Linked DNA regions of Mus musculus: region 2 is linked to region 1. A link is a contact called in public HiChIP or PLAC-seq data. All regions are on one chromosome and are shown on one strand. Each heading gives the region's core, a stretch centred on a gene start, on an enhancer-like site or on the middle of the called end of the contact. The rest is flanking DNA. Distances are from core to core; before and after follow the strand shown. Region 1 overlaps 4930440I19Rik (RIKEN cDNA 4930440I19 gene). Region 2 overlaps Gm46750 (a long non-coding RNA gene).

What was found. HiChIP or PLAC-seq counts read pairs in DNA pulled down with a chosen protein or histone mark.
Region 2: a contact with region 1 is called in a FOXA1 HiChIP or PLAC-seq map of pancreatic cancer cells. The contact joins two enhancer-like sites. A contact is called at or near these places in 6 of 484 Hi-C or Micro-C datasets (Sertoli cells, bone marrow-derived macrophages, cortical neurons and 2 more) and 1 of 115 datasets of contacts at active chromatin or transcription factors (pancreatic cancer cells).

The regions. Positions count from the first base shown.
Region 1 is chr2:78,057,657-78,063,373 of GRCm38.p6, reverse strand. 4930440I19Rik (RIKEN cDNA 4930440I19 gene) reads right to left here. Exons shown (of 7, transcript NR_108098.1): 2 at 2,074-2,223. Among named protein-coding and RNA genes, the nearest start is that of Gm52519, 8.5 kb to the right of the region's middle. Within about 2 kb of position 2,908, at least 36 of the 459 cell types and tissues checked have an H3K27ac peak or open chromatin away from gene starts, as enhancers often do. A contact at or near this core is called in pancreatic cancer cells, where this site is marked.
Region 2 is chr2:78,388,676-78,394,914 of GRCm38.p6, reverse strand. All of the region lies in intron 1 of Gm46750 (a long non-coding RNA gene), which reads right to left. Among named protein-coding and RNA genes, the nearest start is that of Gm46750, 3.9 kb to the right of the region's middle. Within about 2 kb of position 1,589, at least 5 of the 459 cell types and tissues checked have an H3K27ac peak or open chromatin away from gene starts, as enhancers often do. A contact at or near this core is called in pancreatic cancer cells, where this site is marked.

The DNA.
Region 1 (5,717 bases), core at 1,659-4,158:
AGAGTGAAACATATCATTCAAAGTATCAAAGGATGATCTATGTTTAATAAAATGTCTTGAATGAGACAGAAAAAAAAGAAGCCAGAAATAAAACGCATATTCAAGAGGGTTTTCCTTTTTGTATAATCTTTTGTGAATAAAACTTTCTCTTAAGACTCATGACTTGAAAATAATATATCCCATAAATTGTTCACCTTTGTGTTCCCAAACACATCACACACAGCCTTTTGCCCGAGTGCTGACCTCCGGAGAAGCCTTTCTGAAAGGAGCCGCATTCTGACGCATCTCTCTCTACCCAGGGTCCTGACCAGTGTATCTGCAGCCTTGACATCCAGAAATGGCAGCCAAGAAGTTCCCCTCGATGAATGAAGAGAGAGTGAAAGACCATGAGTGTGTGTCTCTCAAGCACAGTCTCTCTACAGTAAGAGCAGTACTGCATTGCCAAAATGATGGCACTTTCCTTTTAGAGTATCATTTTATCCGAAATCTATTTCTTCAGCCGTTATTTGTGGCCCTGAAGGGTAACAAATATACACAGAGCTTCTGCCCTTGAAAGCTTTTTCATATAGAGATACATGGGACATTAATGAACAAACTGGTCCTTCTCCCTAGACCACCTTTTCTGATTCTGGTGACACTTGAAGAAAAAGCCATCTATTAGCTCACACACAAAAGAGTGATTGGTCCGGCCTTGATATACCTCATCCCCAGTTCCTATCTGATTTCTTTCTTCTAGGGATAAAGGTTCCTGTTTTCAGCTAAAACTGGGGCAGTGGGCTGTGTACATACATAGCCTGGTCCCCTATTGACCAAAGGTCTAGAACTCCAGTGACCTGGTAGGCAGTAATTTCCACCTACATGGGACAGAAGGTTTTCAGCCATGCCTCCTGGGCTCCTCCCCATCCCAGTTCCTGTTGCAGCTACAGCCCCCCCCCCACACACACACACACACCAGAGGTATATGGCCATCAGTCACCGTAGGAGCAACATCAAGCCCTCCCACATGCAAATAAGGTTTCCCCACAGCTCTCAGACCAAACCAATGAGAAGTACTTGTTGTCATACCCTTACCCACCCCAAAACTGTATATAAGAATCCTATCCAGAAAGATCAAAGGTGTGCGAGAACCACTCTGTTGTCTGAGCCTTCTGTCCTAAGAGCTGAAACACTTGGGAAGAGGTCTGCTCTCCCCAAACGCCTGAAACTCAACCACACTCCTCACTGGTTAGTAGGCCTCTCCTGGGCCCAGCCCAAACCGACTCAGTGCAGGGTGGCATGGAATAACCAAGTCGAGTAAGCAGACAGCAGAGAACCCTCACACCAGGCCGGGCCAGAGAGCTCCATGGAAAACCTCTGGTACACGGGCCCACAGCTCTCGATAAGAGGAATGCATCTTCTTTTCCCCCGTCTCTTTCACTTTGGTTTAACTATAAAGCTAATTTCTGCCTGATGGTTTCTGGGCTTAAAGGATGTGTTTGTCTTCTGAGCCACGTTCTTTCAGGGGAGAAAAGCAAGGGAGGGTGAGACAGGATCTCATGTAGCCCAAGCTGGAAAGTTATCCTCTCACTTTGGCCTTCTTGCTGCTAGGATCAGGGGTGTACTCCACCACACTGTGCAACTCTGCGCTATAAAAGTTAAACTGTGTTGCTCTCTTTTCTGCAACATGGAGTTTGTTGTTTACACTGTCTCAAGAATGTAAACACAGAGACTATCAGCCAGAGGAAATACCTGTGAGAATATTCCCCAGGAATCTCCAGCCCACTCACAGTTCTCTCTTTCTACACACACAGACAAACTCACACACACATTCATACACACAAACATACATTCTTTCTCTCGCGCACACACACACACACACACACACACACACATTCTCTCATTCTTTCTCTCTCATACACACTCACACAAACTCACACACACAAACACATACATTCTCTCACACACACACACATTCTCACTCTTTCTCTGTCACACACACACACACACACACACACACACTGCCTCCATGATCTTCTCCATCCTTTTAGCTGTCTTCCGTAAGTGCTATGAGACACAGGGCGCAGCCTTGCTTACCTTGCAAAGCAGCAGCTGCCTGCAGTTTGTTCATAGAAAAGCTGTGTTCAATATTTGTTCTTCTTTAACCCTTTCATCCCCCATTCCATGTGGTCACTCTTAATTGTTAGACAGGCCCACAAATATGGCCCTTCCCTTCGAGGCTGTGTTCTAAACAACAAAAAATATGGAACAAAAAAATCTTAAATGCAGAAATTTCGTTTAAATCATTATAAAATGAACGTATGTGTATCTTTAGTCAACTTGCCACTACATTGTGCCATACATTTGAAACCAAGCCCTGGCAGTATTGGTTATAAGAGGATCCAAATAAGTCATTTTCTTTTCTGTTTTAAGCAATTTATTTCAGGAGTGGTTTCTTTTCTATACAATTCATAGCTGTCTGTGTCGAGATGAAGATAACCATCTCTTTCCGTCTGAGGATTGTTATTCCCACATTGACTCAACAGAGATTTCTTGTATCTCGGTACTGTACTAAAACAGCTATAAATATCTACTTTTAATTCTCTGAGAATTTTATATATTATATTTTGATGATATTCACCTTCCCTTCCATACCCTTCCAAACCCTTCAAACATTGTATACTCTTGTTTTTTATAACTCCAGTTTTACATCCATACACTCTTGGATGTTTGGCTACCCACAGGGTTATAATCAACCTATCAGGAACTGTATCCTTAAAAACACTTGACTCCCCCTCTTCCCGGGGCTTTCTCTTGCCCCCAGCTCCTCAGCTCGGCATGACTCCTCGTGCTCCATCCCTTTTCCATGGTGGGAGCTCGCACAGGTCTCCTGCATGTTCTTACGATCGCCATAGTTCATAGGGGCGACTGCCCTGGATGGTCCGGAAACCCGGTTTTCCTGTTGCGGTCCGCCCTCTGTGGTTCTTAAACTCTGCCCACCTCTCTTCCACAAGGAAATATGCGCCCCATTTGGGGCTAAGCACTCTATAGTCTCTTGTCTTATGCCTTTCATATTAGAAATCTAAGAAGGTCTTACATATATGTAACACTTTTTCTACCTCAGCTAATCTGCCTACTATGAAAGTAAAATTCCAGTGACTCATCCCCTCCTACTTCCTCCCACATGGTAATTTGTCCGACCGATAGCTTTCTCATTCTGTCAACCATTAATCCAATTCAAACACTGCTATTTCCTAGCATTACTAACTATAATCCTCTCGGGTTTCCCATCAGAATTTTAGGTTTTGCTCCTGAAAAAAAAAAAATGCCTTCAAAACCCTCGTTTCGGGCAGGTCTGCCAATTTCCACAAACTGATAGGCTTCAATCCAAAAAAAGAAAAAAAAAATGTAGCAGGAAGTGGCTCGTGGCTTGAGAGGCCATTCACCAAGGCCACTCATTAGAACACTGGAACGCAGGCTGTCAGTTTGAGCACTTCTGCTCTTCTTTCTAATGAACCCAAGGTAAATATATGTTAGGCGTGAGTGTTATGAAAGGCGTCTCCTCAGAGTGAAAATTAGCAAATTGCATCTGCTTAATAACAGGTCTGCTTACTGCTTCCTTACATAAAATACAGATATGTGCTTTCTGTCATAAAAATGTTTAGACATACCACACAGCTATGGTATTAATATAGCCCTTTGTGTCTGCTATGTTTCAAAGCACTGTTTATTTCATAATTAGAAAATTGTCTTTAATCCTGATGAATGAATAAAATTGCCCAAATTACAGGAGATCTGTATTATAACTCAAAGGGAGTAGCCTTAGCTCAATGCTTAGAAACACAAAAAGCAGTGAATGAATAGCTGTGGAAGACTATTTTTAAATTGATGAAATGGGGCCAGTGATGTGGCTCAGAGATAGACTGGATGCTTAGGATGCAGAAAGCCTAGGGGTTCAATCCCAAGCACCAAAGGCAAACAAACCAAAAACTGGTGATGTCATTGACTGTAATGACCTAGTTTGAACATACACATTTCATATTTTAAATAAATTACTAAATTTGATTAGTGCAGATACGTTTTTATTCTAAAATTAAACCAAATTCAATTGGAAAGCGTAGCATGGGGGAGGTGTCTGCCTACTAAAGGGGGTTTCCAAGCCCCAGGCTTATTTACACATTATGTGCAAAGGAAGGAGAGGCCACACACTGTACAGAGACACCAAAGCAGCAGCAGAATGAGGTGATCCTATTCAGTGGGAAGCTGAAACCAAACAAATGAATAATTGATAGATATATCAAACAAGGAAAGCAATAGGTCAGAAAGGCACAAGGCACAAAGTCTCAAAGGCAAGTCCCCAGTGCTTCCATCTGCCTCTCTTTCTTTGCAGCTTGGTTATTCATCATTTTTAGAGTGCTTTAATTGATAGGTTAATCAAGTATAGTTAACCATCACCTCATTAACCATCACCTAACCCCAGATATACTAGTATAGCTAAGAACTTTTCTTACTAGAAAAAAAAAAAAACAGTAAAATGATCTTCATTTCTGATGACAAAAAGGGAAACTGCATTGGCTTATTTAAAGCAACATTCTATCAGCATGACAAATTTGCTACAATAATCAACTTATAAAGAAGGGGGATGTTTGGGTTCACAGTTTCAAAGATTTTCTTTTCATGGTTTTCTGGCTGGATTGCCTTGGTTGGGTAGACATTCTGAAAGAAAGCCTGTGGCAGGGAGGAAAAGAATGGCATCTCACCATCTCACCCAAGCGCATTCTCCACTCATCAAACTTCCTTCCAGGAAGCCATGTCTTCTAACAGCTGCTTCACCTCCCAGTGTCGCCACAGGCTAGAGACCAAGTTTTAATATATAGGCCTTGAAAGATGCCCAAGGTCTAAACTATATAAAACATTTAGTGCATTCTTTTTACATGAACAAGCTAGAAGAAAGATATATTTTACTCCTCTTTGGTGTCATTAGCAACCAACATGTAAATGACAGCCATGTGAGCTCCTGAGAGCTCAGAGAACACTGCAAATAAAAAGGAGGAAGAAGATTATAAGAGCCAGTTGTAAGGGAGGATTCCTGAGAGATAGCTTCTGCTCTAAATGACAAGAAAGGTATTGCCTCCGCAAACTCGCAACAGCTGTAGTTACCTGCCCAGGACCTATATGAGAAGACGGCCAGAGAAAACCAGATACTTACCTTAAACCCCAGCATGGATGAGGAGAATCTCATAAAGGCATTTGAGGAGTTATTGGCAACTGATAGTTGCTGAGAGAAAGAGAAACAATTTTCTTCAAGGACGTATCCCCTAGTAGGTCAATCGCATACCAATGAGTGACCACACACCATATGAATATATCCTAATTGAACTCAGTAAGTTATTAAAAGTTAGAGAGAGAGAGAGAGAGAGAGAGAGAGAGAGAGAGAGAGAGAGAGAGAGGAAGTTGGGAGGAGAATGTCATGGAAATAGTCCAAGAAAAGGATGAATTGGACCATTGAGTAATAGGTAGAGGGCATCAAAATACATTGTACATAAATATGAAATACGTTTTAAAAGTCTAAAAGAAGTCCAGTGGTGGTATAAAGGCTACCTAAAATGTATGTTGGCACAATGGCCTCTCTGTCCCTTGCCCATGCTTACCCCTGAGAATACTCTGCCTTACTCTGTGATAAACCCTATCTTCAACACTTCGAAAAGTTTCTTATAGAAAAAAAAATCCTAAAATGTGCA
Region 2 (6,239 bases), core at 340-2,839, 330 kb before region 1:
GCAGCAGTGTTACTCTGATTCTACAGGACAAGGATTAATAGATCCTGAGTGACATGATGGATTGGTTGGAGAATTACATCCCAACCTAAGTGAGTTTTAACTCCCATAATGTGTCTGTCCACATTTCTAAAGCAATTATTTTCCAAGTAGAATGCACAAGGTGGCCCAAGGGGGTCAAGAGAGATTGTATTAGTCCAGATTCCTTCCAGTTGCAAGTGATAGATGCACCTCAAAATGGATTAGGCAAACATGCAATGTTCAGTGTGTATCTCTGAAATGTCAGTGATTAAGTCAATTTCAGTCAAGGCTGGTATGCCATTGGGCATCTCATAAATAAATAAATAAATAAATAAATAAATAAATAAATAAATAAATACAAGCAAGCATACAGTGGTATACATACCCATGCATATACTCATATTTGAAAATAAAAGATCCATTTATTCTGACCAAGACTGTTAGGAAATTATGAGAACAGTGAAGAGCGATGAGCTTGTATATTAGCTCAGGAGCAACAGAAGAGATCATGGATGCCATTTGTATGACTGATATATGAGCAGTAAAGACCGAATCGTTGAAGAAAAAAGTAGGACTTTTTTTTTTTTCTTCAGGAAAATAACAGTGATGTTATCACGTGAATCGACTAAATAGATAGCCCTTCACAGATGTAAGCCTAAAGTCACCTGGAAGACAGCTCCACTCAACAGACTACTCTGCTAATTCTCCCAAGATCCATTCCATTCTGTGAAAAGTAACTTGTAGCTTCTTTTACTTGGGACACATCCACTTGCGAATCGGAATGCTTATTATTTACACATCTTTTCTGATTCCACCAATTCAATTCTTTGGTGATTGACTCTTCCACAGGTGGAAAAGAGTTGTATTCTCTCCTGAGAGACCTAACTAAGGAGGCGGCAGCAGCAATACACTCTCAGCATTTATTGTGGATGGGGTTTGGAGAGACGGATGGCCCAGTGGTTAAGAGCACTTGCTGTTCTCCTAGAGGACCTATGTTCAATTATCAGCACCCATTGATAATGTTAACAACTTCCTGCAATTCCAGTTTCAAAGGCTCAGATGCCCTCTTCTAGCCTTAGAAGGCCATGGGTGCCTGTGGCACACAGACATATAAGCAGGCAGAACATCCAGCCACTAAGACAAAAGTTAATAAATCTTTTCTCTTGAAAAAAAGAATGGTTCTTGGGGCTGTTGAGATGGTTCACCATTAAAATCTCTTGCCACCAAGCCTGACAGCCCAGGTTTGATCTCCAGAACATGGTAGGAGAAAACTAACTTTTTCAAGATTACCTCTGACCTCCATCCATGTGACATGTGCTCTGGTGAGTATGACAGCATACATAATTAACTTAATGTAAACAAAACAAAACTAAGAAATTTTTAGAATCCTAGAGTTTAGACATGGCAATTAAATATTTTTGGTTTTCATGTAGATATTTGAAATTATACAGAGAATACTTAGCTTTATTTTTATAGTGAGGAAATTCCATAGGTTTTCTTAGGTTCTTAGATTGGTAGACAGCAAATAGCTTATGGCTTCTGCAGCTTACATCCTTTCTTGTGCAAATACTCTTTTACACGCCTCGCAGCCTCTAGGGAAACAGCTATAAAATGACTCATGAACATCTGGGCACAGGAGATCCCCGTCCCCCCACCCCCGCTCATCCACTCCTTATTCTGTTTAATTTTTCCACATTGTAAGAAGACAAACATAGAATGACAAACATAATCTACAAAAAAAGAAAGAGAAAAAACATTTAATTTAAAATATCAACATAAATAAACAAGACTTTTATAATGATATCCAGGAAATAATGATGCCTATAAGGATGAATTAGAATAAAATATTGAATTTAAAATATCAGAATAAATACAAATTCAACGATAGTCAGGATATATACATGATCTTATAAAAACTAGTTATATAATTTAAAAAAATTCTCATTAATATCTAGGCATGTTAATTTTTTCTAGAGACAAGACCTGCCTCAGTAAATACTATTTTAAAATTAATTTATATTCTTTCTCACATTAACTTTTAGTGTTTTTAAATAAAAGACATAGCATATTGCTTCCTACAGGGCAACTAACATTTCATTTTTTTCATAGCTCTGTCATCTGTGTGCTTATTAAATGTTAAAGTGGATAATCAGGTCAACTGATATCCCAGGGGTGAAAGGAGGTGGCAATGTACAGGGGCCTAGCTCTATGTCACAGAGTCAAGGCAAGATTAAAAAGTCAAAATGAGGCAGAGAAGCACAGAGATAGCTTAGCAATGAATGGCCCCACGTGACTTGTGCTTCACACATTTGCATTCTCCAAGGAAGCACATAGCAACCTAGGACCTCCCCTGCATCGAGCTGTATGTGCATCCCTCTCCAAAGGAAGCAATCAGGTCACTTCAACCTCTGACTACCTTGCAACCCTAAATAACTTCCCCTCTGTGACCATATACACCTTAGAATATATCCAGAAAAGAGGGGAGTAAGCCAAGCCAGACTGGACTGGTTTTAAGTGTATGTGCAATAAGGCAAACGGTAGCCTCAGAATAAACTTTCAAGGGAATATCCTATTTAAAGTCTTATTCCTGTGCATGACTGAGTGTGGACATGAAATAAAATCAAGTGCATTGTGGGAAAGTACATATACAGAAAAGAAAGGCTATCTATCTCAAGACTATCACCGAAACAGGAAAACACCCACGTCTCAGCCTTAGTTAGCAAACAAGTCCTACTTTTGGACCCATACAAAGAGGCAACACACAGTAAGTCAGTGCTCTTGAAAGTTCTAACTCAGGTAGCCTTTGAATGTTCTTTAGAGCATCTTGACTTTGCTTTTAAAAAAATACACACACACACACACACACACACACACACACACACACACACACACAGAGAGAGAGAGAGAGAGAGAGAGAGAGAGAGAGAGAGAGAGAGAGAGAGAGAACAAGCAAATGAAAACCTCTGCAGCTGCTTTGTAATTTATGTGCTTTTTCAATTCTTTGAACAAAACACCAAGAACTTACAAACATTGAGTCCACACTGAGACCACATGAATTAAAGCAGCTGGAGGCATGCAGAGAGCACAGGCTTCAGTGTCTGGCTTTCCTGGATTGCTTGTCTTGTTTTGTCTTGTTTTGTTTTGTTTTGTTTTTGTTTTTGTTTTGTCTATGTTTGTTTTCTTTTTATTGGATATTTTCTGTTTACATTAAAAATGCTTTCCCTTTTCCAGGTCTCCCCTTCAGAAATCCACTATCCCATCCCCTCTATGAGGGTGCTTCCCCACCCAGCCACCCACTGCAGTCTTCCCACACTGGCATTCCCCTACACTGGGGCATCAAACACCCTCAGACCCAAGGGTCTCTCCTCCCACTGATGTCCAACAAGGCCATCCTGTACCACATATGTGGCCAGCGCCATGGGTCTCTCCATGTGTACTCTTTGGTTGGTGATCTAGTACCCAGGAGCTCTGGAGAGCTCTGGGGAGTTCTGGCCTGTTGACACTGTTGCTCCCTCCAGTCCCTAACCCAACTCCTCCATCTGGGACCCCTGTGCTCAGTCCAATGGTTGGCTGCAAGCATCTGCCTCTTTATTTGTCAGGCTCTGGCAGAGTCTCTAAGGAGGCAGCCATATCAGGCTTCCATCAGCAAGCACTTTCTAGCATCCACAATAATGTCTGGGTTTAGTGGCTGTATATAATATGGAGACAAAGTGTGAAGCAGAGACTGAAGGGAAGGCCATCCAAAGATTGCCTGGACTCTTATCAGCATGAAGACATGAGAACCCCAGATCAGACAGCCAGTCAGGTAGATGTTAGAGGTGAAACTGAGAGGCAAACACTGCATAGTTAAAAAGCACCACAAACTCAGACTTATGATTTAGACTCCAGGGGTTCATTTTCCATGGTTCTGGATGTTTGAGGTATTAGAGCAAGTTCTTAGAATTGTCTTCTTTAAATGGTGGAAATAGAATTTATTTATGCCTTTCTGGGTCATGGTGGCTTGCTAATGCTCTCAGTCTGTAGAACCACACTGGTAAGTTCCACCTTTATCTTCATGTGGGTTCACTGCATGAGAATGCCTCTTTACATCCAAATCCCTTTAATTGGGTCTTTATTCATATCACAGCAAGAGCTTCCTCCCACTCTTTCCGAAGTCTGCCCTTTACCTCAACTGCTTCTACAGAGACCTTTCCCAATACATATGCAGAGCAGTAGGAGCCAGGGTTGTGAATATGAGGTTTTAGGGAGTATAATTCAATTCCTACAGGGCATTCCCATGCAACAATCTATTCAGATATACAACTGTAATAGGAATAAGGTTACTATTATCAGATTAGATTAAACGTGTTTGGCAGAGCGGAAGTAGCCATGAAATTAGGAACTACACGAATCAGAAAGAATTGGAAACTGAAAGGAAAGGAATTCTCACCTATAGATAATGGGTTTGTGACTATATTAAACGCACAAACTCTCTGCCCACTGTTCCTTGTATACCAAAGGGGTGTTGGGGTTTTCTCCTGGTCCCTCACCCTGTAAGGTTGGTCTTATAAACCTAGTGAATGAGAAATGGCTTTCTGGGCCTCATTCTTTTCTCTCCACTAAATAAATGGATTAGATCAAAACATCCAAAGTTCCCCAAATGCTAGGCTTCTGAGAGATAATGTCTCATTTCAACAACAACAAAAAAGAAGTAGTTTAAGATGCTACACTCTCTCCTTTCAAGGAAATTAGCATGCTGGAAGAGCTGACAAGTCTTACAACCAACAATATGTTTAATCTTGTTGAACCAGAGTTTTTCAAACTTATTTTATTATGTAAAATATTTTTTTTCACTAAATGTCATTTCTTATGCTGTGTAGCTAGCTAATAGTATGAGAGACCTATAAGGAAACAGCATGGCAAAGCCTATTCTAGAAATATACATATATTAATTTCAGAGAGAGGATGAGAATGGAAAACTAAGAGCTAAATAACTGAGTTTCATCTCCTACATTTTAAAATCACAGAGTTTGATCTGTAGTTCATGTTCTTGGCAGATAAAAACTGGAAGACTTATGGCAAGCTTAGGCAAAGACTAGCTTCTAGAAGGAATTTATGTAAAATATTGTATCTAATTTTAGTTAGTTAAAGTTTCATGTAGCCCAGGCTAGCCCCAAATTTACTATAAAGCGGAGGAAGACTGAATTTCTGATCTCCTGCTTCTACCTTTGAGAATGCAGAGATTAAAGGTGGATACTGCCGCAACTCATTTGTACAATGCCGGACACTGAACCAGGGCTTTGGGGAAGCTGGGTACGCACCCTACCAACTGAGGTACATCCTCAGCTCCCAAAATTATTTATTTATTCATGGCTGAGGATACCAAAGTGAAAGACTTGCTTCCACTTGATTTTCAACAAGGATGCTATGACTGGGTAATTACAGGTTTCAGAAATCAACAGAACTGGACAGTGCCGACAGGGCAACGCATAGGAGAAAGTGCTTGGCTCTCAACTCCGTAGGTTTAATCCTTACCATAGATATCTGGGGTTAGTGCAATTGTGCTGGTTTTCCATTTGGTGTTCAGAGCTGCCAGAGTAGTGCAGAAGAAAATTTAGACCTCTGTGCTTCTCATTTCTATGTCCTAATCACCATATAGCTCTGTAGAAGTCCCTCAGAGAAGAGGATATCTTAAAGCAAGAGAAATTCATTAAGCAGGATAAAGAATGACTTGATCAAAAATGTCTTGTCTTAAAAATGTCAGGGACGCTTCAACAGTGAGACCTCAACATGTACTGTCTAAACAAGATAAGAGCAAGGAGATCCCCAATGGATAAGCTAACATAAAAGAGATGAAATCTGACCAGACCACATCCCTATACAATGAACTACAACCAAGGGATGCTTAAGGCAAGTAAGGAATGCTGAAAATAGGAGAAATAGTTTTCTCCAGGAAAGAGCACTGGATATCCAATACAAAGTGTTCAGCCTTGAAATCATACATATACAAGTAACATAAATAAACAAAGAAACCAACCAGCAAACAAAAAAGCAAAAAAGTCCCAACCTGAATTGGTTCTCTGTCTCTCTGTCTCTGTCTCTCTGTCTCTCTGTCTCTGTCTCTCTGTCTCTCTGTCTCTCCCTCCCTCCCTCCCTCCCTCCCTCCCTCCCTCCCTCCGTCCCCACAGAGCATGGTGGCACATGCATTTAGTTGCAGCACTCTGGAAGCAGAAGAAGGCAGA